Regions from separate parts of the Mus musculus genome. Here regions 2, 3, 4, 5, 6 and 7 are each linked to region 1. A link is a contact called in public HiChIP or PLAC-seq and promoter capture Hi-C data. All regions are on one chromosome and are shown on one strand. Each heading gives the region's core, a stretch centred on a gene start, on an enhancer-like site or on the middle of the called end of the contact. The rest is flanking DNA. Distances are from core to core; before and after follow the strand shown. Region 1 holds the start of Tdrd7 (tudor domain containing 7). Region 2 holds the start of Fbxo10 (F-box protein 10). Region 3 holds the start of Tomm5 (translocase of outer mitochondrial membrane 5). Region 4 holds the start of Frmpd1 (FERM and PDZ domain containing 1). Region 5 holds the start of Tbc1d2 (TBC1 domain family, member 2). Region 6 holds the start of Exosc3 (exosome component 3). Region 7 holds the start of Dcaf10 (DDB1 and CUL4 associated factor 10).

Region 1 (3,222 bases), core at 345-2,844:
TTTTTGCTATTTATACTTCATCAAACATAAAACAGGCACCCAGAATTGAGTTATAAAGTGCATTTTCTTTACATTTCTATTAAACACCCAACAAATATTAGAAAACTTAAAAAGAGCGATCCTTCTAGGAGCTTTAAACTCCAGATGCAACACAATAGCTCACCCAGCCAGTCTCATGTGGCGCATTTAAAAGGGTATTAGCAGGGATTACATTCCACTTTCAATCCACAGGGACTAAAATCTTAAGGCACTGCCAAGTGCTGCCTCACTGTCTTAGCAAAGAGAAAATCTACCAAAGAGAAGGGCTGAGGAGCTGCGGGCTCTATGGCCAGCACAGTCCTTTGCATGTAACTGAAGCTCGCCTACGTCAGCTGAGTCTACACTATATGCTAACTTATCCTAAAAATTTGCGTGTCCCTGTCATCAAAAACCTTGAAATCCCAACCTGTAAAATATGGGCAGTTTGGGTAAATAGAAAGCCTCTTTAGAAGATTATTATTATGAGCCAAAGACTTATCTTGTCTTGAGAACACTTCAAAGGGTCAGTTAGCTATTCCCATTCGGTTCTTGAGCAGACTTAGAGACCAGAGGTGCAATTGATTCCCGACCTTACATTTAAGCTTTAGAAGCTCAGATTCCAATACATTATCTGCAAAGGCCGCACTGTAGAATGCCACATTTTCATCCACATCATGGAGGTCGGGAAGAGACAGGGATTTAGTTCTAAATTACACTTCTGCCACTAAAGGCGTTTCTAGTTCCAAGAACACTTCTCTGCAAACGTCCACCTGCAGAGCATAGGTGGGCACCACCAACACGAATCGTGGTTTTCTCGGTTAGTTTGTGGTGTTGGTATCAGAATCCTTTGGGGTTGGGCTTTAACATCTATACACACCTCTCTTCCCTGCTCCCCAAGATGACTGGGTAGTGGTAGCCCTGGATATTGACAGAAATGTACCCTCAAGCGGACAGGAGCAGAAAGGCTGTCAGCTCCCACTTGACTTCCAAGACAACTTCTCCGTGAATGCTTGTTTCCTCCCCAGCGCTCACGGTTGACAGGAACGGCTACGTGTAGGTCCTGTGTGATGTGCGCGGCCTGCACCGGCCGGTCTCGAGGGCGGAGGCCGCCGCAGTGTGGCCCGCGGGGCTGGCACAACTGCGCAGAGCTCGGGTACCGCTGCCCAGCACGGGCGGCCGAGGCCGGTTGCTCCTGACCGGGAGCTACTTCCTGCTCAGAGCTGCGCGCCTCCCACGCCCCCCTCTGCAGCTCCTGCTGCACCGCGACCGGCTGGGTGGACGTCCCGGGGCGTCACGCACGACGCTCTGGAACCCCGCCACGGCGGGGACCAGGCCCGGGCCTGAGGCGCCGCGCCCAGCCGCTGTCCTGCCCGTGCCCTGCCGTCCCGCAGCCCGCCCCGCGTCGCCCGCACCTGTCGCGCCCCGACCGAGCTCACCTCGTCCCGGGGACCCGCGGCCCAAGCCCGCGCCTCTGGGCCCGGCTCCCTCCGCTCCCTCCGCCAGGGCGGCCGCCGCCCACTTTCGGTTTCCCCGCACGGCCTGAGCCGTGGCTTGGGAATCACCTAAAGCCCCGCCCTCTGGGCCACGCCCCGTCGCACCACGCCCCGCCCCTTCGCCGGCCGGCTTAGCTCTGCGCAGACGCAGGCGCTCCGGCCACGGCTGCCCACTTCGAGGTCCGCGTGTGAGAAGGGAAACCGACGCCGCCTAGCGGTTTCTGCGCGTGCGCACGCCGTCCTGACGCTCGGGGTGTGGATTTATTTCTCTTTCCACAAAGTTCGTTCTCTTCAGCATCTCAATACTTCTTTTCATCTTCTAGACAGTCTGTCTTTAGCTGTCTTCTAGGTCACTCTTTGGAGGAGGGGGACTATATTAAAATGCTTTGCCACATACCCTTCACGCGTGTGTAACAACGCTGCTTTCATCCACTGCTCTAAAACTAAAGCTGTTTGAGGGCAGAGATCCTAGAACACTGCCCAGTATATAATAAGCATAAAATAAATACTTATCAAATTCTTTAATTCATTCAAAACACGTTGAATAGCTGCTATTTATTCACTCCACGGTAATTCCACTAACATTTATTTAATGCTGGATTGCTTTAACCCGTTGTGAAAACTTGGCATCATTCTGTATATTTTTGCTGAAAGCCTGCTGCTGCTTACTCAATCAGCAATTTTTTTTAACAGTTTGAGGTACACTTGCCATACTATAAGCTGCACGATTCAAATGTACACTTTCATGTGTTTGGTATGCATACAACAGAGAAACAATCACAGATAGTAACATGAGGAACATAGCCACACCCTCAAAGTTCTCTCTCTTTCTATAATGTTTGCCTCATTCCCTACCGTTTAGTCCTGTAAGTGCCCACTTACTTACTATAGAGCTCTTGCTTTTTCTGGAGTTTTATATAAATATAATTATTTCATATGTATTGTCATTAAGGGGGAGGATCTGGCTTTCTTCACTCATCAGAATTCTATTGAGACTCTTCTGTGTCGTTGCATACACTAGTACTTTATAACCTTGGCTCCCTGAGTTTCCACTCCCTGGTATTGACCCAAGAGAAAGGAAAGGGCTTATTCATCACAGACCCGTACAAGGATGTTTAAATCAGCCTTGCTTGCAATACTTAAAGACACAGAGATAGCATAAACATCCTTCAGTGGGTGAGCAGACAATTAACTGTTACAGACTCAATACCTGCTGACAAATAGCAACAGTGTATAGGGCCTATAAACCTTGTGCTTAAGGAACTTTGCATTCATTGGGAAGCTGCAGTAGGCGATGAATAGACTGGAAGGAGATCGTGAAAAGCCGGATATCCTGTGCTCAGTAGGTTCTGTCTTAAGGCTTTGACCAGGGGTGTTCTTTGAACACTGTTCTCTTTCATAATCTCACATCTGGTCCCTGCCTAAAGCTGCCGAAGTGTCTCTGAAACAGAATTCTCTACATTGCCTTGATTCTATTTCAGTCTGTTTCAGATGTCTTTCTCCCTGCCCTGTCCGCTAAACTAAACATGACAGTGGCTTCCAGAGACCTAGAATAAAGCCAGCTCTTTATTTGGACTCTGTAATAATACTCTGACATGCCCTGGCTCCACATTCTGATGGAGGGAAGGGTAAAAACAGCATCAGTGAACTGAGAGGATGGCTGTGGGGATAGGGAATTAGGCAATACTGAATTCTGTATATAAAATAAATC
Region 2 (3,222 bases), core at 300-2,799, 890 kb after region 1:
CTTAAATAAAACGCCACTGTCTTGACGTTTAAATGTTTATACAAGAAATAAAATCCCCCCGCCCCCGTGGCACCTTTGGACAGATGAAGAAGACAGACAGCATGCTGTGTTAGACGGGCCCCATTGTTGTCCTTTGAATGTCCTAACCTTTTTAGAGAAATGCCAACACAAACAATAATGTTTGATAGCACAAATCCAGGAACTCAGGCTTTTAATTGGGTATTGAAATTCATATTCAGCCTGCTGGTTTCATACAATGGGCCACTTTTCAAAGGATTAGACGTGCGATCGGTTTGCCAAACGTAAGCGACGTCTAAGCATGGCCTTTCCACTACATCTGTGTGCTTGCTGAACAGCTCTCGGTCAGCATTCAATTGTTGGGTTTGGGTCTAGGTGTTTTGTTTGGGGTTTAAACAAATGAATCGTTGAAGGCTGGGATGTAGGGGGGTACAGGGGGTACAGGGGGGTAGCACTTGCTCAGCATGTGCAAGACCCTGAATTTGCCTTAACCACTGCATAAAACAACACCCCCCCCAAATTTGACTTTACTGCAAAACTGTCTCAGATCCGTGTGTGTGCCCCCATATCCACTTCCAGTACTTCAGGCCAGTCTCTACTTCTCTTGTCTTCTCAGCACAGAGTATCGAACACCTGCATTCTCCCCCTTCAATGGCTTCCTTTATCATGGCTTATGAAATACTGATGACCTCTAATACCCTTTTATCTAAGACCTCGGGATGGTGGGATACAGGGTTGGAGAGACAGCTTACTAGTCAGGAGGTTTATTGCTCTTGCAAAGGATCCACTTGGTGGCTCACAACTGTCTATATTCAAGTTCCAAGGGCTCCGGCTCCCTCTTCTGGCTTCCAGGGCCCCCTGTGTGCACATAAATCAGGTGCATAAAATACGCATAAAAGTAAAAAAAATCTACAAAAAAAATATTTTTTCTTAGGAGTCGTCTTGTCTCCCTCAGCGCAGGAGCTTTCTCTGGCCTCTTTCACATAGCTACTCTCATGAGGTCATCACATTCCTCAAACCCTAGTTTTCAACCAAAGAGCTCTTTTCATGTACTTCATATAATTTTAAATACATATGGACTTAAACAGCTTTTCCGGTTTATCCTCTCCGCCACAGAGTGGATTTCAGAACAGGAGCCACCACCGCTTTGTTCTCTTGGGCCCATAACTAGTAGTTGGTGCAACAGGTACTACACACATCATTTGCGTTGTGCCAAACGTTTTCCACACAACCCACCCATGGCCCCAAGTCCTTCCTGACTTCTAGCTGGGCTCAGGGTGACTCCAGCTCCTATGTGCTCATATGCACGGAGCCCAGGGTGCTGTTAGGCTATAGTGGTGATGGGAAGGATCCGCCCGCTTCCAGGCCCCTAGGAGCCTCCGGCAGTTCCCGCCCACGATGCTGTTCCCACCCCTTCGGAGGCCACGCTCGCCCTCCATCGCCGAGCCCCGCTCGCCCCGCCCTCCTTCCAGTCTCACGGCCGCGCGCGCTCGCAGGCCAGCCCTACACCCGCGTCACGTGACAGCCACCGGGGGCGGGGCTCGCGGCGAAGTCGGACCCCGCTGTGGCCGAGCGCCGCAGTCCTCCGGCAGCCCTGCGGCTTCCAGGGCGTCGCGGCCGCGGCCGGGCAGCGCCGCTCCCTGAGGTAAGAGGCGCAGGAAGGAGGCTTCTCGGGAGCCCGCGGATGCTCCAGGCTCACCGGCCGCTCGGTCCCTCCGTGGGCCCAGCGTTTGGCTGGGGTGCGGGGACCGGGCCTGGGGGCACTGCGGGAGGTGGGGGGCCTCGGCTGCCGGAGCTCCGGGAGAGCTGTGCCCCCGTCCGCCCCCACCCCGGACCCACCCGCGGTCGCCTCCAGCCCCAGGGCTTTGCAAGTGTCTGAGAGAATGAATGCGATTTTGCGGTTTGCTAGCCTTCACCTGGGATGCAGGAGAGAGCGTGCAGTCGCGCACCCAGTGGGTCTGGTTTTAACAAGTCGCGGAGACTCGGTTTCCGCAAATCTTTGAAGGAAGAGGGGACGACCCCCTGCCCGGCCTCCCTCCTGCACTGATGGCAGAGCCGTTTGGAGAGCCAGAACTCCGGAGTTGGTGTTAGTTCCATCCACCACCCACTAGCCAGGCAACCTTGAGCCACGTCGGTGGTGCTTCTGTTAAAAGTAGAGATGATGTAAATGAGCTAAATACCTAATAAAAAATGGAAAAAAAAAATAAATAAATAAAAGTAGAGATGAATTCTTCGGCCCGAGGTTGCTGTGAGGATTAAGCAGGAAACGTTGAGGACTCCTTAGAGAGCACTCTCCGTGTGAGCATTGTTAAAATAGCAATCTAGGAGTCCATGATAGACGTCTTTCTCGCAGTAAGCACACCGTCCTCTGTGAATGTGATTCTGAAAAATGTGTCGTTTTGGCTGAGGAGCCCTCTCCCCTTTCCCAGGCCCCCTTTGCCTTCTGTTTCATATTGGCATGTGAACCTGTTGTTCCTACCGAATGAGTCAGGCAGGATGGGAACGCTAATTTACTTGAGCAGATGGGTATCAGATTCCCTCTGAGGGGAAAGAAAACTGTCAGGCATGTGCTATCACAAAAAAAAAAAAAAAAAAAAAAAAAATACAGTAGGGTGATTGACTGTCTACTGGAAGATGCCTAGGAGCCCATGGAATCCAGCCGTCTCCTGCACACAGAGAAGCTAGACCAAGAACGAGGCCAGGACTTTGATTTTGCTCAGCCATCAACACTGTTGGCCTTGGGTAGTAGAAAGAATGCTTGAGCTTGCCTATGTTCTAACTCAACTGTTCGTTTATTCTGGCAACAAGATCCAGACAATGGTGTCTGCCCCCATGGAGCTGTTTGCATAGCTAGCTATGTTAGTTATATAAAAGTCTGTATGTGCACACACAGGTGTGTGTGTGTGTGTGTGCGCGCGCGCGTGTGCTCACGTGAGTCCATGTCTGTGTGTGTCTGTGCCCCTCTGCTGGTTTGCGGTATGTTTTATGATAACAATAAGCTTTCAGCTCCCAGAGAGCTGGCCTCATAGCATCTGGCCCCAGGAGACCAGCACACAGGAGAGGCTTGAATTGTTTCATGATCCCTGTCAGGTCTCCAGTCCTGGTGGAAGCTTGCTGAGATTTGGAGACGGGAGAAAATGGCACACTTTGTCAGAGCTTTTAGGAAAGGATTTCCTCTGGCTTGGAATGCCTGGATTTCTTTGT
Region 3 (3,222 bases), core at 352-2,851, 860 kb after region 1:
ACATTGTAGCTGTCTTCAGACACTCCAGAAGAGGGAGTCAGATCTCCTTATGGATGGTTGTGAGCCACCATGTGGTTGCTGGGATTTGAACTCCCGATCTTCAGAAGAGCAGTCGGGTGCTCTTACCCACTGAGCCATCTCACCAGCCCTCAAGTATTATTCTTATTTAACCCCAAATTCATTGTTGTTATACAGTGTGCCTGCAAAAAGAGACGTTCTGATATTGGATTATGTGAAAAATTCAGTTGTCCCATTCATGTCTGAAAACTCTAACTTGATTTTCTCTCATCTGTCCAGTGTTGATCAGTTTTGATCTGGGCTCATACTTGCTGTAGTCCAAGATCTTCATTAGAATATTTAAAGATCAGTTACCTCCAAAAAATGAGTGTACAGAAAAAAAATGTGGGAAATGTTAGAATTTCAGTGTCTGGGACACTAGCAGTCTGAGCTCACTAGCTGAGGGTGATAACCTTGACCTCTGTTTTTTGTTTGTGTTTGTTTATCTTGGGATTGTTTGTTTGTTTCAGATTGTCCTTGTAATTACTTTGTAACCCAGGCTGCCCCTAACCTTGCAGTAATTCTTTTGCCTCTGTCTTCTGAGGGCTGAAATTACAGGTGTGAGACACTGTTTCCACCTTGACCTTGAACTCATTCGTTTGTTTGTCTGGAGACAGGATTTTTCTGTGTCACCCTGGCTGTCCTGGAACTCACTCTGTAGACCTGGCTGGCCTTGAACTCAAAGATCTGCCTGCCTGTGTCTCCCAAGTGCTTGAGCCAGCACTGCCCTGACCTTCAACTCTTGACCCCTTTTTTCCAGCAGCCCAGTGCTGGGAACACAGGTGTGTGCAGCACTGTGCTGGCTAGTTTTTGTCAACTTGACACCTAGGAAGCGAAAACCTCAATTGAGGAATTGCCTCCACCAGATTGTCCTATTGGTGAATTTGAGGGTCATTGTGTGACTACTAGTTGATGGAGGAAGGCTTAGCCCACTGTGGGCAATGCCACCCGGCAGGTGGTCCTAACCAATAAAAGTAAGTTAGCTGGTTGAGGCCAGCTAGCCAGTAAAGACAACGTCTCCGCTTGGTTTCAGTTCCCTCCTCTAGGTTCCAGCTTGAACTCCAGTGCTGGCCTCCCTGGATAACGTTAACAGGTTAGGTGAAACACTTTCCTTCCTAAGTTATTTTGGTGGTGTTTATCACAACAGCAACACTATCCAGGGCTTCATGCATCCTAAGAAAACGATTTGGCAAACGAACTTCATTCCCAACTAAGTTGTTTTAAATTTCAAACCTAGGAAGGACAGACTAAAATGTGCATTTCACGAAGTACTGTCTTAGATTCTTCATAAATGTTATTATTATTTATAATGATATTTTTGCACACACCTCCCTACTTTACAGCATAAAACAACTTTACAGGTGGCACTCTCCCGGCTAGGGACCAAAACACAGTCCAGATCCACCCAAGGCTCAGAGACTTAAGGCGGCGGCCGCCCCCTTCAGGTCTCTTTGCTTCAGACACAAGAAGACAGGATGAAATTTTCCCCTCACAGGTTCCCGTCACAGGACAGAAACAAGGGGTGGGACAGGAAGTGGAGCCTGGCTAAGTTCCGGGTGCAGGGCGGCCACTGGAGGAGAGCAAGCTGCTGCTCTCGCAAGCTTTGGAGGCAGAGCCGCCGCAATGTTCCGGATCGAGGGTCTCGCGCCCAAGTTGGACCCGGAGGAGATGAAGCGGAAGATGCGTGAGGATGTGGTCTCCTCCATTCGGAACTTCCTCATCTACGTGGCCCTGCTGCGAGTCAGTGAGTGTCCTTCTGGGCTGTGACCGTGAGGCCACGCGTCCACACCCAACCCTGCACGCGGTCGTGGGGCCTTGAGCTGAGCATCCTGGGGAGAGTGGGGTGCTTGCACGTCCAGGACTGCCCAACTGCGCACACTCTGGGGGTCTGCGGGTCCTGGGGATGTGCCCAGTGCACGTGGTGGCGGAGGACGCGTGGTTAAGTCACCTTTGCTCGCCCAACGTTTGTGCTTAAGAAGCTCCCACGTGTTATCCTCGGAGCAATACCCTCGTTTTGCAAACCTAGAAACGGTCCCCGGAAGGTGGCTGACCCAAGGTCATTTGGCCGTTCAGAGAACGAATACAATTCCGGCTGAGCTCTTAATAAGGTAGCAGGCGCTTTCTCTCTCTGCTTGCCTTTGAAGTACAAGAGATTAGCTTTCTTTATGTTTGTTTGTACAGAGGGTGAAGTAAATAATTGGTTTTTCTTGGAGAATCTCTGAAGCGTTTGATCTCAACATTAACAAAAGTTGCTTGATCTGTGCCACCTCACCCCAAGTGAGAGCTTGAGTTCATAGGACACATACTCAAGGTTAAAGCCATACTGTCAATTTAAAAGTCAGGGGCTGGCTAGGTGGCTCACTGAGTTGCCTGAGCCGGATCCACACGTGGTGGCAGGAGAGAACCAGTTTCCAGAAGTTGTACTCTGACCTCCACACCTGTACCACTTCTTCCTATTGTCCAGTGCTTGCTTGCCTGTGGGAGTCTTCTGGGCAGGGAGAGGCAGGAGCGATTCAAATAATTGAAGAACATACCAACATTTTTAGAAGACTGGAGTTAAGGCCTCCCTCATTTGGGTGCCTCTTTTGCTGTACTCTCTGTATTGCTGGCTCCTCCAGGACAGGACATCTTGGGGGAAATGGAAGCACCCAAAACATCCTGCTTACCCTTTAAACTTTAGCTTTCCCATCCTTCTCTTATAGGCAAGAGCTCTCAAGGAAATGTTAGCTTAGTGCACTGATTTATTCTATTTAATGATTTTTATTTAGAACCGGGCATGGTAGCACACACTTTTAATCCCAGCACTCAGAAGGCAGAGGTAGGTGGATCTCAATGATTTTTTTTTTTTTTTTTTTTTTTAAAGACCAGCCTGGTCTGCAAATGGAGTTCCAGGACAGACAGGGCGGTTACACAGAGAAATCTGTCTTGAAACAAGAGACTTTTGTTATGTGTTTTTCTGCTTGTCTATATGTGAACCACGTGCCTGCAGTCCAGAAGGGGGCGTTGGAATCCCTGGAACTGGAGTCAAGCTGGCCATTAATTGTAAGCTGCCAGGGATGGCTGGATGGCTGGGCTGCTGGGATCTGAACTCAGGTCCTCCTGATTGACCGCAGACACTCTGAACTGCTGAGTCATCTCTATCTCAGCAACGCCACTTGGGTATTC
Region 4 (3,222 bases), core at 337-2,836, 790 kb after region 1:
AGGTATCACAACCCCACCCTGTCACAAAACTCCCTCTCCCCAGACTTCTGACTTCCGAAAGCCTGAAACCGAAAACCAGCATGTCTAGGAAGGAAATCAAACAAAACTGCTTCCACGAGATGTTTCTCACTGGGGCGCACTAATTGCAGCACAAGATACTGGGCAGTGGGACAAATCTCACCTTCTATCACACACGCTCAGGTATCTCGTTCTCAACTTCGCTCCGGCTACACCAGAATTCACCTATCCCGGAAGTCAAGACACGTCTTTTCTGAACTGTGGGCCTCTGCAGCCCCATGGACATGGACACGCAACACCCACCGGAGGACTCCTGATTTAGAGCGAGTCTCCATAACCAGAACTGTAAAACATCTCAGCCTCCCCTTAGACTGGAATTAAGCATCCACTAGCCTCCTTCAGGGCCCTACAACAGGGCATTATCTTCCCCCCTCAATTTTGAGAGGTTTTGGCAAAAAAATAATAAATAAATAAATAACCACCTCACAAACAGAAACATTTCCTGATCTATAAGCCACTTTGAAAACAAATCATTATGTCGTTGAATATTTTATGACGGCCAATGCACCGGAGTAAGCAAGGCGCGCTCTCACCAACCCTTGCCATGTCTATTTTGAGACTCCTAGAGCAAACCCCAAATGCTTCCTTTATTTTTTCCAAACACCAATTTGTAAGTGCTGGATAGATTCTTGATGGATTAATGGCTCCACCCAAACTGACCCTGCAAACCAGAGCTCAGAGACTCCCCTTCTGTAGAGTTTTATAGTAACTGACCTCAAAGAACATCTCACTACTTTCACCCTACCTTAGAGGCACCAAAACCAGCCTCAAAATGTGGACTTGCCCAAGGTCACACAGCCAGGATGGCTCTGGGACACCTAGCCCTTGCAGCTACTCCATTTCCAGAGGCCATTGCCACACCCATCCTTAAGCTCAGTCAAGGCTGCTGCGGGTTAGGGACGCGACCTGTCCCTCCCCACCAATACAGACTTCTGTAGGTCTTCAACATTCCTCTCCACTCCCCATGAGCTCTGGAGCTGACACACTCTCGGGCACCCCCCCCCCCACTCAAAACAGAGCAATACAAGCGTGACGCTTCAGCCGATCGTCCGGGCGAACAGCTCAACCCACTCTGGTGCAGGTATGGCAGTGGAGACCGGACAGGCAGGGCTCATCTGAGGTCACTCAGAAAGTTGGCGCTGGCTGCGGCCGCACCTGAACCCAGGGCTGCCTCGCGGCTGGTCGCTCCTCCCACAACTACACCGTGCAGACCTCGGAAACTTAAGGCACACGGATCCCATGCACAGAGTTAACCGTTGCAGGTCCCAAGCAAGCTGGCGGCCACGCCACGGACGCCGGGAGAGGGGACACGAGGAGTGGAGCGGGTCACCCGGGAGCGCAGCGTGGAGGGCGGCGCGGAAGAAGCCAAGGAGCAGCTCCCAGAGACGCAGGCCTGGGCTGTGGGGATCCAGGTATCCCCAAAACTTTGCGGCGGCGCGGGGGGCCTCGCCCTTACCTGAGGAGGAGGCGCCGCCCGCGTGCACGCGGAGCCGGCGGGAGCAGTAGCTGGGGCGCCCCGCCCAGCGGCGGCCACGGTAGCCGGCCGGGCTCGGGCAGCGGCTCGGCTTGGGCTCCGGCTCGGCTCCGGCTCCGCCTCCCGCGCCGCGGCTGCAGCCCGAGGGGGGAGAGGCCGGGCCCGGCTGCGCCCGCGCCGTCTGGCGGCGGCAGGTGCTGAGGCTGCAGCTGCGGGGCCACCAGCTGCCGGCGCCGCGACCCCCGCCCCGGGGGAGGAGCCCCACGCACCGCCCACGCGGGCTCCTGAGGTCCTGGGCCGTCGCAGTGGGCGGTCCTGCTCCCACCCAGGCCCTGCCTCGGCTGGCCTTCCCCAACTCACCCGCCGGGGGATACGCAGCGTCCCCACGGGAACACTGAGGCTGGGAGGGGAAAGGGACACCCCAAGGTCACCCAGGCCAGCAGCCTAAGCTGGAACTCGGAATGACCCCCCTTCTAAGCTCTGGCTTCCCAGCTTTCTTACCCCGCGGTAGGAGACCCTGGGGAACACAGAGGATCTTTATACTTCCCTTGTCTCCCAGTCCTTGCCTCCCCAGTCTCTCCTGCTGAGGGCAGTGGAAGAGAGTGGGCTCACTTTAGGCACTGTTGACCACTACCCCGTCTCTGCCCTGAGAAGTCATAGTCCCCCAATCCTTCTGTTCTGGGGGAGGGGGCTCGGAAGATCTAGAAGCCTTAAACTACTGAGATACCCTGGGGCTCTGCACCCATGCCCCTTCTGATCCCCGCCCCCACCCCCCAAGCCGAGTAACCCAGTTCCCATGTTACAATTCTACCACCTCTTTCCCCATGCAAGTCTCTTAAGATGGAATAGCTACACCCCCAGGCTTACGCTGTGCTAGACACTGGAGAAGTGGCCTCCAGAAAAACCTGGTACTGTTTCCTAGTACAGTCTAGCCGATTGAATAAAGTGCTGATCCGGTGCCCGTAGCACCATCCCGCCTACTGAAGGGGGTGCCTCTGAACAACAACTGGAGTTGGCCAACTAGAGTGTGGGAAAGCATTCCAGAGGACCAGAACAAAGCTCTCAGGATATCGCAGCTTTCACTGAAACAGGAGCAGAAAGGGAGCAGAATTGAAGAGTTAGAGGAGGCAGTTCCTGGTCAGTATTCCGTGCTATCCTTAGCTATCATGGGAGGAGGAGTTTTAAGGATAGAAGGTGGCAATCTTGTTGCCACCAGATTATCAAATTAGACCACTCTGGGAATCAAATGAGCACAGACAAGATCCTTAATCCAGTGACAAGTGGGCAAAGCAACAGGTCAGCCCTTGGCCTGATGAAGACAGAAACTCCAGCACCCACCAGGTCCCTAGCCTCCAGTAGTAGGACCCAGGGTTAGCACCACTGGGGGAAGTGGGAAGAAACGGAAGATACAGAAGCATGGTGGGTATAAAGTCAGCTTTAAGAAAATTAAATATATTTCGCAATAGCTTATGAACTGACGATTTACAGTAAACTGAAAGACTGTACCGTGGATGGAGATTATGTGCACAATCCAGATTAAACACCAATGGGGCACTTGTCACACAGGAAAATAAGAACCCAGCCCTGTTGTCAGCAAGAACAAAAATTTCCCATCAGGTCAGATCCTGTCCCTCACAGTTTCCTAGCTGCCTGGGTCGATAATGTTTCAC
Region 5 (3,222 bases), core at 390-2,889, 680 kb before region 1:
ATGTCACTTGAAGCCACCAAAATAGTACATATGGCTAGAGCTAAGTCCCTAAAGTAAGACTGTGAGAAGTCCACACTCATACTCTAGGGTCTCCTGGGCACCTTTTTAAAACACTCCGATCTGCTTCTTACTGGTTCATCCGCAAGCTCGTCTCTGCAATACAGGTGAGGATTCAGTTTCATGTGGGTTGTGGTCCCTAAAGGTTTGCGAGAACTCACAGCTGCTGTGTCTGGCTCTGCTGCCAATGGCAGGACTGTTCAAAATTCAAAGTCATATTTGGCTACACAGCAAGCTTGAGCCCAGCCTGTGCTGTATGAGATCCTGTCTTAAACAATAATTTAATTGTAGCATTTTCCAGTTTTCAGTGGTGTGAATTCTGCTAAACACCCTATTGTCCTCTTGGTGGCTTACAGCTTTTAAGTCGTTTATTGACTTTCAGTTGCAGCCAACATTTAATGAAGACTCACCCTTTTCTACCTTCTGTATTTGGAGCTTCGGGCATACTATCAAAAACAGTTCTGAGGATAGACAGGTGTGGATCAAGGAAGTACTGAAGGATTTCTTAAAAATGCAAAATTATCAACAGAGGTACGATGGCCAATGTTGATTTGGGATGAGAAAATAATCTGTTTCCAATAAAAAAGACCCCCCCGCCCCCGCGCGAGCGCCTGGTATTTAGTAGACAATACTGATTTGTAACCTTCCCCATCTACAAAATCCAACGCCCAGTGGCCTCTCCAAGTCTAGGAGGGCTCCTTAGTTTCACCATAAATTCTCTTGTTGTGGAGGGAAGGGTAGGTGTGAGCCCTGCCCATCCTTATGTGAGAAAACCTTAGCAAAGTCGCTCAACGATAGAGAATCTTAAAAATATACAGGTACTCAGAGAGGGTCGCTACTGCCATACTTCCACTAAAAAACCCTTGCCTGTAAACGGATCGCACAAGGGAGTTGAGGTGACGGGCAAAGTAACCGGCAAGAAAGATGAGACTCCAGAAGAGAGGTGAACCAGAACAAGGTGTATCGATCTAGTGGCGAAACACGCCTCGGGGCGCTTTGGTAAACTGAGGCAGGAGGTTGAGGGAATCAGTTGGATCCTAGCCCTGCTATTTAAAGCTCTGCTCTGTCCTCGCGGTGCTCCGCGTTCCCGCCAGTGCAACAAGGCGCCCGAGGTAAGGCGACTGGGGCTGTAAGGTGAAATGCGAGCCGAGGCAGGGGTGGTGGAGGAGGTGGTGTCCGACCAGAGCGATCGCGGGAGGTGACTGGGAAAACTTCCAAACTTTTAGGTTCAGGATCGGAAACGGAGCGCTCGGCCAATGGCTGCGCGATGCGCCGTCCCGCGGTGACTCGCGCGGCACCCGTAGAGTGGCGGCTGGAGAGGACGCCATGCTCCAGCGCCTCCACGCGAACCCCACGGCCACGTAGCTTGGCCTGGCTTCCTGCATCCCTCCCCACGCTTAAAGCGCCTCGGAGAAAGAAAAAGCCTTGTTTTTAAACAGAGGCGCCCGCACGCGCCGCGGGCGAACGAAGCAACATGGCCGACAGCGCGGAGGAAAAGCCGGAAGTTGGCTTGGTGGGCGGGACCCGGGGCGGTCCTCGCGTGACAGGGGCGTGGCCTGCCGTCCTGCGCTGAGTTTGCTGTCAAGTGTCTAAGGCGCTCTCTCCGGCGCCGGCAGGGGTGCTCTCCGCCTTCTTCTAGGGGCTGGACCGGACCGGCTCCGCCCCAGCCAGGTATCGCCGGTTCCCAGGTGCCCGTCGGACCTCCCGCATTCCAGTGCCGCAGGCCTGTGCAGCGGGCCAGCAGCGATGGAGGACGCCCCCGAGCGCACTCCCTCTTCCTCGGAGTCCACACAGCCTCCGGGCTTGGCCAGGGAGCCCGAGGTGGTATCTCCCGGGGATTCGGAGGGCTGCGCCCGGCCTCTAGACACGGTCCCTAAGAAACTCTGTGGGTATTTAAGTAAGTTTGGCGGCAAAGGACCCATCAAGGGCTGGAAATGCCGCTGGTTCTTCTACGATGAGAGGAAGTGCCACCTGTATTATTCGCGCACCGCGCAGGATGCAAACCCCTTGGACAGCATCGATCTCTCCAGTGCGGTCTTTGACTGTAAGGCGGACGCTGAGGAGGAGGGCACTTTTGAAATCAAGACTCCCAGCCGGGTTATTACCCTCAAGGTAAGTGGAACTCCGCACTTTACAGCTCGAGCTAGTTTTCAGGGCCAATGCATGGCCACCGCAAATTAACCCGGACGGTGATCACCATCCAGTCAGTGCCCCAGAGCCTGGAGCTGTCCCACTTAGCTTTCACACCATTTCCTTATTGCCTTCCCACAGGCAAGGGTGAGGGACTCCTTTTATGCATTAAGAAACTGATTCATAGACAAAAGGGAATGGCCCAGCCCAGGCATTTACAATGCTGTGGCTCACTTTTTGGAATCTTCCAGTGCTGTTATCAAACCTGGTATTGAAGCAGTCAGGGTACTGTGGTTGCACTCGCTGAGGCCAGGATCTGATTCATATCTTGGTGTTTTGGCCAACGGGAGGGAATGCAGACATGGGTAGGGATTAGGAAGGAAAATATGTAAGTTCACTGATGGGCCTAGATTGTTCATCCAGGCATGCCTGAACTAGTGAGTTCTTAGTAAATGCCTTTTGAATAAACACGTATGCACACACGGAGTGATGGAGCCACAGGTCAGAACCTATCTATCATGTTAAGGGGAAGTGTCCTGTTACCTGTCTGGGAAGATGGATGTGGGCTTAGGTTAGTTCTCTAGGCAGAGGAGTGCAAGGATGAAGGTCTTTCTTTCCACTGCCTGGTCTCTGTCTCCCTATGTCCTCAACCTGCAGCTGTTCAGATACTAGGATGCCGGGAGGTGTAGTTCTCCTTTCCTGGCAGTGTGGCCAGTTGGCTAGGCTGGAATCCAATTTTTAAACAAGAAAGGACATTTTAGAGGTCATGTGGGCTTAGGTCTTGTGTTCCTTCCACAAGACAAGTGCTGTTGGTCAGGGTCCCTCAGCACATGATTTATTTATTTATTTTTATTTTTTTGGTTAGTCCATACATATGCCTGGCTCTGTGCTAGGCTTTGGGGTGTGGATCAAGTCAGACTTGCTCAACTCTGCACCGCATTCTCAAACAGCTCGAGGTGTGATGGGGAAACTGGCAGGCATGGGTAAGTGCCTCATGGAGACTCTGCGAAGAGTTTGGACAGTAACAGTGTGGTG
Region 6 (3,222 bases), core at 530-3,029, 650 kb after region 1:
CAGTCTAGGGGGCTTGAAAGGAAAAAAAATGGCGCTCGACAGGTGGAAGCAGAAACCTCTCAAATGCAGACGACATAATCAGCTGTTGAAGAAAGCTCTTTATGAGGAGTGAAGAAAACCACAAACTGGACACCAAGAAAAAGACCCTTTTCAAAATACATAGGGGATTCAGCACCCCAAATCCAATCTTTTCTGGAGAACTGGCGTTTTTAAAGTCTTTGAAGAGTCTCTCCCCCCCCCCTCCCCCAAATGTAGGGTTGGTCGATTTGAATAAAGAATTGATGGTGAATTAGGCCAGAACTGTTGTGTAATGTGTCCTGTGCAGGCCTTGAACTTGTTCAACCGGCCCATCAGCAGGGGGCTTGCTGTTGTTGCAGGTGAGAGTTAAAAGTGTGGGGGTCCCTGCAAGCTCTGCTGCCAGCGGATCCCCAGAAAGTAAGAAGTAAACGTGGTTCAGCATGACTTAGCCGGGCTGGTACAAACTTCGGGAGTCTGACTCCAGTTTATTTTTATTTATTTATTTATTACTTATTTAAACAGTAAAACTTTCAAAAGAAAAAAAAAAAGGTTTTCTTGTGACAACTATTACCACAAAGCTTAGGACACGGTTATATCTAAACTCCCTTGCAAAGTGCATGTTTTCTTGAAAAGCACCATGACCTCTTCCACAAGAGTGGGTTCTGTTGACTGAGAAAACATGCTCAGGAGAAGAGCCTAGGGAGGAAAGGTTTTTATAATCATAATAGCAAACTCTTTTTCAAATCCATGAGATCTCTCTTATAAGGATGGAGTCTATGGACTGGAAATGCTCAGGAAAAGGGGGATTCAGGTGAGAGCTAGCTCCACAGAATGGTAAAATTACCTGGTATTCAACAACCTCCATTCCAGCCTTCCAAGTGAATAGCTGTCAATTTCTTCCATTGAAGAAAAAGATCTGCATGTTTAACAATTCTGGTTTCTATAGGACTACCTGGAAGCACATGCCCTCCTACCCTCTACACAAAAGCCTACACAGCCTTTTTTTGAGGCTGCTAAGCTTGTATTGAGTTAGGAGGTTGAGGTTGAGGAAGAAGTTAGCCAACTTGACAATTCATCACCTGTTACCTAGCCGTGGCTCCTCTCCTTATCTGCCTACCTCGGAGTCTTACTCTCAGTCTTTCAATAGCACTAATTAACAACTTGGCTGGGGCACTTGTATTTCAGTTGTCCCTTATATCCAGGGATTAAATGGCTTGCCAGCATTTTACCAAATTTGCAGGAATTGTGATGCCCCTTCCCTAAAAAAAAAATCTATAAACTCGAGTTGGCAGCAAAGCATCAAGCAACTGATCTCAGTCAATGCCAAGGCCTTCAGTGCTGTTGGAGAACTGAATCAATTACTCATTGAAGATGCCGACAGAGAAACGCTGGTTTCACAGATAACCCCAAAGTCAGAAAACTGTAAGTTCTTAAGTTCTTGCACATTGTGGGTTTTGGATTTAACAGTTTCTCACATAGCTGTTAGTGTGCTCCCAAAGAAGTAGCTGGGAGAATTCCTGAGTTACCGATGTTCCCAAGCCACTGAAGAGATGAACTCAAGTAGGTGAAAAGGTGTGATGTGTGTGGGAGGAGGTGGGAGATTGTTACATTAGGTACCGTGAAGCTACAGACACAGGGCAGGGAGTAGCACCCATGGGATGAAGCGAGTATCTCCCAAGCTCAAGTCCAACTCAGAAAGCCCACAACCACCGGAAAGAGATGACCCTGGTGGGCGGGTAGCGGAAGCGGAAGTAGATACCGGAAGCTGCGATGGTGACGCCTGCCATGGCTGAAGTACTGTCCGCGGGACCGGAGTCGGTGGCGGGCTGCCGAGCACGGGCCGTGCACAAGGTGCTGAATCAGGTGGTTCTCCCCGGGGAGGAGCTGGTGCTGCCGGACCACGAGGACGTAGACGGCCTTGGCGGCGCCGGGGAGCAGCCGTTACGCCTGAATGCGGGTGCGCGCCCGAGGCTGCGCGTAGTGTGTGGCCCAGGTTTGCGACGCTGCGGGGACCGTCTGCTGGTCACCAAGTGTGGCCGCCTGCGTCACAAGGAGCCCAGCGGAGGCGGCGGCGGCGTTTACTGGGTGGACTCGCAGCAGAAGCGGGTGAGCGGATGTCGGAGAGGCGGCGCTGCCGCGAAAGTGGGCCCCCTGCAAGCGATCATAGGTTAAGGCGAATCTAGAGCCGCGGTGGCTTCTAGCCCCCTCTCTGCATCTTCTTTAGAGGAACCACAATAGGAACACATCCTGAGAAGGGTGACAGGAGAGAAAGGTTCCGTGAGATCTTGTCTTGAAAAACCCAAAGCCTCGGGGTTGCCATTTGGTGTCCCAGTTGCAATGAGTCCAAATAAATCACAGGGAATTAAAATTCCCATAGAATAATTAAGAGCTTTCACTTAGGAATAATGTCAAATGGAGTGGGTTTCCTTGAATGTAAAGATTCTTGTGCCACCAGACTTGTAAAGGATGCTGAGAAAACTTGAAACTTGATCAAGTGTGAATTAGACGTTCATAAAGTTGGACTGGTGCGGGCCGGTTTTGTAGTTGCAGCTACATGGGGAGTATGAGTTGGCTGGATAGGTTGAGACCCACCCTGATCAACCTAGATGAAAGTTTCAGAAGATATTTTGTAATGATATTTGTATTATTTATGACTGTTCTTTCATTCTGCTTTTAGTATGTACCTGTGAAAGGGGACCACGTGATTGGCATAGTGATCGCTAAATCTGGAGATATATTCAAAGTTGATGTTGGAGGGAGTGAGCCAGCGTCTTTGTCTTACCTGGCATTTGAAGGGGCAACTAAAAGAAACAGACCAAATGTGCAGGTAATAATGGGAGTCTTTGGTTTCAACAAGAAAAAATATCCACTCCCGAGAAAGTTAACTATCCAGAGGGCTACTTGAATTGTCTTCAAAGCATAAACCAGTTCTCCAAGACAGTTTATAAGAGTTTCTCAGGCGCTGCGGCTCCAGAAGTATTGCTGTATGTCATGTTTGCAGCCTTGGTTCTTTTCTACCGGGTTGAAGAGTTACATCTGCTATCCCCCTCCTTACCTGTCATGTCTGAATCCACCCCATGAGGAAAATGGCCCTAGTCTAAGGGCCATGGGCACTATTGGCTATCTGTTCATCATGGCTCTAAATCCTTGGAGCTGGAGCTGACAGAAGAGTAATCTTGTTTCTGTAGGTTTTCAGGTTGGGCT
Region 7 (3,222 bases), core at 171-2,670, 630 kb after region 1:
CTAATACTTGTTTAATCTTTATGTAAATACCCATGAAAGATTCCAAATAGAGCTGAGTCCTCATCATTATGATTTAACTTAGTCGCTTCCCCCCCTTCAAGCCTATTTTCTTCTCCTTTTAATATAGTTTACCGGTTGTTTTATAATGTTTTAATATATATGTAGTCTTGATATATTGTGATAAGAATGTTATTATGTCATCTTACCGTGGAGCCACAAGCAGTATTTTAAACTTGTTGTTAAACTTGTGCACTCACAAGACAGAGTACTACTAAATTTCCCTGGGGTAGTCTGAAAATTCCCTATGGCTTGAAGTAAACCAAGAGCAATCATCTTAGCAGTCTAAGCATGCAGTCTATCCCACAAAATGGCCCAAACCCTGAGAAGCGGATTTCTGCAGTCTTAGTGTCTTTCTAAAGCCTTCATTTGTCTCCTTCGTGGCAGGATCTGGCACACGGTCCAAAGAGTCTGCAAGTTTTCTACCTTTCACATAAATTCAGATCAGAACAAAGCCAACTGAGGATCACAGGAAAACGACGAGCATTTCTTTAAAGCCTATTTGTTTTGGTGTACCAGAACGCCCTAGTTGTGTACTGGCTCCGACTGACCTGAAGCGACGGCTTAAAAGTAGTTCTCTTTCCCCGAGCCTCCAGGACCCCGAAGGGAAGCACTGGGCCTGCCTATCCCAACAGGCCAGGCCAGGGCTCATAGGTGACAAAGTACCGGGGGGCACGAAGGCCAGCGGCTGCGGCCAGCCTGAGCGGAGGGAGCCCGCTGGGGTGTAGGAGCTTACCCGTCCGGAGAGTACTCGAGGTTGAAGACAGCACCGTGGGTGCGGGTGCTGAGGTACACCGAGTCTGCGGGATGGATGGACCCATACAGGTTAGTCATCGTGCGGAAATTGTCCCGAGCCGGGTCCACGAACAGCCCGCGACCGAGGCTTCGCTCTCTCAGCCACCCGAACAGTCTGGCCCCGGGGCCGCCCAGGCCTGCGCCGAGGCCCTGCCGGCTCCGCCCGCCCGCCCTCCAGTCCGGCCTCGAGCGTCTGCGCGGCGAGGAGGAGGGTGACAGCTTTGCCTGCGACGCCGACGCGGTGGCGGCGGACAACTCCAGAGCTCCGGGAGCCGCGAACTCTCCGGCGCGCTCGGCTGGGGACACCGCGGGGCCGCCCGGGAGGCGAGGGCTCCCGGCGACCGGCGGGGGAGAGGCCGCGTCAGCTCCTCGCTGCGGAGACGCCGGTCGCGGAGCTGGAGAGGGCGGTCTGGAAGCTGCCGCCGGCCCTCCGAGAGGCGGCGGCTCCTCGGCTCCAGCCGTCTCGTCCCCGCCCGGGCTGTGGGGCCCGAAGGGAAACATGACCAACGCCCCCGCCCCCTATTCCGGGCCGCTGTCCCGCCGCCCGACAACTCAGCGCTCCCGCTCCAGCCGCCACTTCCGGGTGTCGCGCCCTAAAGCCGCCGGCTGGGAAACCCGCGCCGCCGCTAGGCTGCCCTCTGCCGGGGACGTAAAAGCAGGGACACCACCGCCGGGTGCGCCACAACCTAGGAGGACTGTGAAGTCAGGATCCACGAGCCCTGTGTGTGCAATGTAGGGCACACAGAACCCGACTACAACCAGCAGAGAGTCGGCCCTCAGCTGTCAGGGAGCACTGGCTGGCTGTGTGCCGGACCAGTCCTACCAGACTGGGTCGGATTATCTACTGTTGTCCTTACACTGAAATGGAGCAGCAAGAGGGGCTGGGGGAGGGGACGGTGATTACTGTATTATATGTAGGTCACACAGTAAAGCTCTTGGCACACTGCCTACTTACTCAGCCTAGAACTCTATAAAGATTCAAGAGCAGTCGAATTTAAAAAGCATTGGACTGTACAGGGCCTAGACTAAAGGAATCTATTGATGTCATACATATCTGCCCAAATCTTGGTTGCTGCACAGTAAGGGAAATCTTTATCAGGGTTAGAGCCTTCTTCTCTTCCCCGCAAAAAGAACATACGTGCAGCTAGGAGTAAATGAGGGGAGCTAGAGATCAATCAATTCAAATCCACAAAGCCAGAGCCCACTGTCCGTCATACTCATACTACATCTGCCAAGCACTGCCCGGGCCTTGACGATATTCCCCTGTCTCCGCCCCTGCTGCCCCTGATGATATTCCCCTGTCTCCGCTCCTGCTGCCCCTGACGATATTCCTCTCTGCTCCAGCTGCTGAGTACCTCTTTTCAGGGAACTCATTAACAGGGAATAGAGGTTTCCAGTGCAGGGAAGTTTAGTCCTCAAAAAGGATAGCCCGAGGTAAAAGGAAAGGCAGATAGATAACAAACAAAACAAAATAAACCCCAACCAATTCTGTAGGTCTGTAGCGTTGTAGGGAGTTTACGTTTTAGTGACTGTGATATAAACCTGGAGGATGTGCCAACCCGTGAAGACAGACCTGGAAGATGTCTGCAGAAAGGGACTTAGATATTCAATGGTTGAACTTTAGACAGAAAATCAAGAAATCATCATTCGGTCTGAATTGGCTCCACATAATCAGATTTCACAGTGCAGGGCATTCCCCATGAAAAGCATACTAAGGTCCCAAAGGCATTGAAGAGCTGTTCACTGGGCTGAGGATGTGGTTCAGCGGTGGAACGTTTATCTAACGTGTGTGAAGCCCTAACTTCAACCCCTAGTACCGTAGAAAAGAAGAAGAAAAAACTAACCATGTTCACTGACAATTTAGAGAATCTAAGGAAAGAAAATTGGAATAAACAAGAGTTTATAAGTTTACATGTTCTCTGTTCATGTCATAATGACTCTCAAAAAGTTAAATTGTGAATAAGCTCAAGGCAATGGTGGTTATAGCACAGAATAAGTAAGTTAGTAATATGTGGTTTTAAAAATGCTTGTATTTAATATGTGAATATTCATTTATTCCAGATATTTTTACTGAAACCTAAAATAAGAGCATATTACATTAAAACTATGACCCTAGGGCTGGAGAGATGGCTCAGAGGTTAAGAGCACTGACTGCTCTTCCAGAGGACCAGGGTTCAATTCCCAACAACCACACGGTGGCTTCACAACCATCTATAATGGGATCTGATGCTCTCTTGTGGTGTGTGTCTGAAGACAGCGACAGTGTACTTGTATAAATAAAAATCAAACTTAAAAAAAAAAAAGACCATGATTCTATAATATCAGTAAAAATAAAACCTGAGAGAGCACTAAAAATCGCACTCAAATTCA

The links. Promoter capture Hi-C pulls out the DNA fragments that hold promoters and counts their contacts. HiChIP or PLAC-seq counts read pairs in DNA pulled down with a chosen protein or histone mark. Capture Hi-C pulls out chosen DNA fragments and counts their contacts.
Region 2: an H3K27ac HiChIP or PLAC-seq map of extraembryonic endoderm stem cells shows a contact between it and region 1, with 7 times the contacts expected there. The contact joins the promoter of Fbxo10 here to the promoter of Tdrd7 in region 1. A contact is called at or near these places in 8 of 39 promoter capture datasets (the 3T3-L1 cell line, 3T3-L1-derived adipocytes, embryonic stem cells and 4 more), 1 of 115 datasets of contacts at active chromatin or transcription factors (extraembryonic endoderm stem cells) and 1 of 9 other capture datasets (adipose tissue).
Region 3: a contact with region 1 is called in a promoter capture Hi-C map of adipose tissue, with 2.6 times the contacts expected there. The contact joins the promoter of Tomm5 here to the promoter of Tdrd7 in region 1. A contact is called at or near these places in 9 of 39 promoter capture datasets (cranial neural crest, embryonic stem cells, hematopoietic stem and progenitor cells and 4 more), 4 of 115 datasets of contacts at active chromatin or transcription factors (embryonic stem cells, epiblast stem cells and large pre-B cells) and 2 of 9 other capture datasets (adipose tissue and liver).
Region 4: a promoter capture Hi-C map of embryonic stem cells shows a contact between it and region 1, with 2.9 times the contacts expected there. The contact joins the promoter of Frmpd1 here to the promoter of Tdrd7 in region 1. A contact is called at or near these places in 3 of 39 promoter capture datasets (the C10 cell line, embryonic stem cells and frontonasal cranial neural crest).
Region 5: a promoter capture Hi-C map of erythroid cells shows a contact between it and region 1, with 4 times the contacts expected there. The contact joins the promoter of Tbc1d2 here to the promoter of Tdrd7 in region 1. A contact is called at or near these places in 1 of 39 promoter capture datasets (erythroid cells) and 1 of 115 datasets of contacts at active chromatin or transcription factors (pancreatic cancer cells).
Region 6: a contact with region 1 is called in a promoter capture Hi-C map of 3T3-L1-derived adipocytes, with 5 times the contacts expected there. The contact joins the promoter of Exosc3 here to the promoter of Tdrd7 in region 1. A contact is called at or near these places in 15 of 39 promoter capture datasets (the 3T3-L1 cell line, 3T3-L1-derived adipocytes, cranial neural crest and 9 more), 2 of 115 datasets of contacts at active chromatin or transcription factors (bone marrow-derived macrophages and extraembryonic endoderm stem cells) and 1 of 9 other capture datasets (adipose tissue).
Region 7: a contact with region 1 is called in a FOXA1 HiChIP or PLAC-seq map of pancreatic cancer cells. The contact joins the promoter of Dcaf10 here to the promoter of Tdrd7 in region 1. A contact is called at or near these places in 3 of 39 promoter capture datasets (the 3T3-L1 cell line, the C10 cell line and second pharyngeal arch cranial neural crest), 3 of 115 datasets of contacts at active chromatin or transcription factors (astrocytes, bone marrow-derived macrophages and pancreatic cancer cells) and 1 of 9 other capture datasets (adipose tissue).

The regions. Positions count from the first base shown.
Region 1 is chr4:45,970,669-45,973,890 of GRCm38.p6, reverse strand. It overlaps Tdrd7 (tudor domain containing 7), which reads right to left and starts at 1,594. Exons shown (of 17, transcript NM_146142.2): 1 at 1,455-1,594.
Region 2 is chr4:45,082,931-45,086,152 of GRCm38.p6, reverse strand. It overlaps Fbxo10 (F-box protein 10), which reads left to right and starts at 1,549. Exons shown (of 11, transcript NM_001024142.1): 1 at 1,549-1,663.
Region 3 is chr4:45,106,492-45,109,713 of GRCm38.p6, reverse strand. It overlaps Tomm5 (translocase of outer mitochondrial membrane 5), which reads left to right and starts at 1,601. Exons shown (of 2, transcript NM_001099675.1): 1 at 1,601-1,801. The coding sequence starts at 1,681.
Region 4 is chr4:45,183,270-45,186,491 of GRCm38.p6, reverse strand. It overlaps Frmpd1 (FERM and PDZ domain containing 1), which reads right to left and starts at 1,586. Exons shown (of 16, transcript NM_001081172.2): 1 at 1,535-1,586.
Region 5 is chr4:46,648,616-46,651,837 of GRCm38.p6, reverse strand. Tbc1d2 (TBC1 domain family, member 2) reads left to right here and starts at 1,639. Exons shown (of 13, transcript NM_198664.3): 1 at 1,639-2,169. The coding sequence starts at 1,804.
Region 6 is chr4:45,319,173-45,322,394 of GRCm38.p6, reverse strand. It overlaps Exosc3 (exosome component 3), which reads left to right and starts at 1,779. Exons shown (of 4, transcript NM_025513.4): 1 at 1,779-2,124; 2 at 2,696-2,845. The coding sequence starts at 1,804.
Region 7 is chr4:45,340,299-45,343,520 of GRCm38.p6, reverse strand. Dcaf10 (DDB1 and CUL4 associated factor 10) reads right to left here and starts at 1,420. Exons shown (of 7, transcript NM_153167.2): 1 at 794-1,420. The coding sequence starts at 1,353.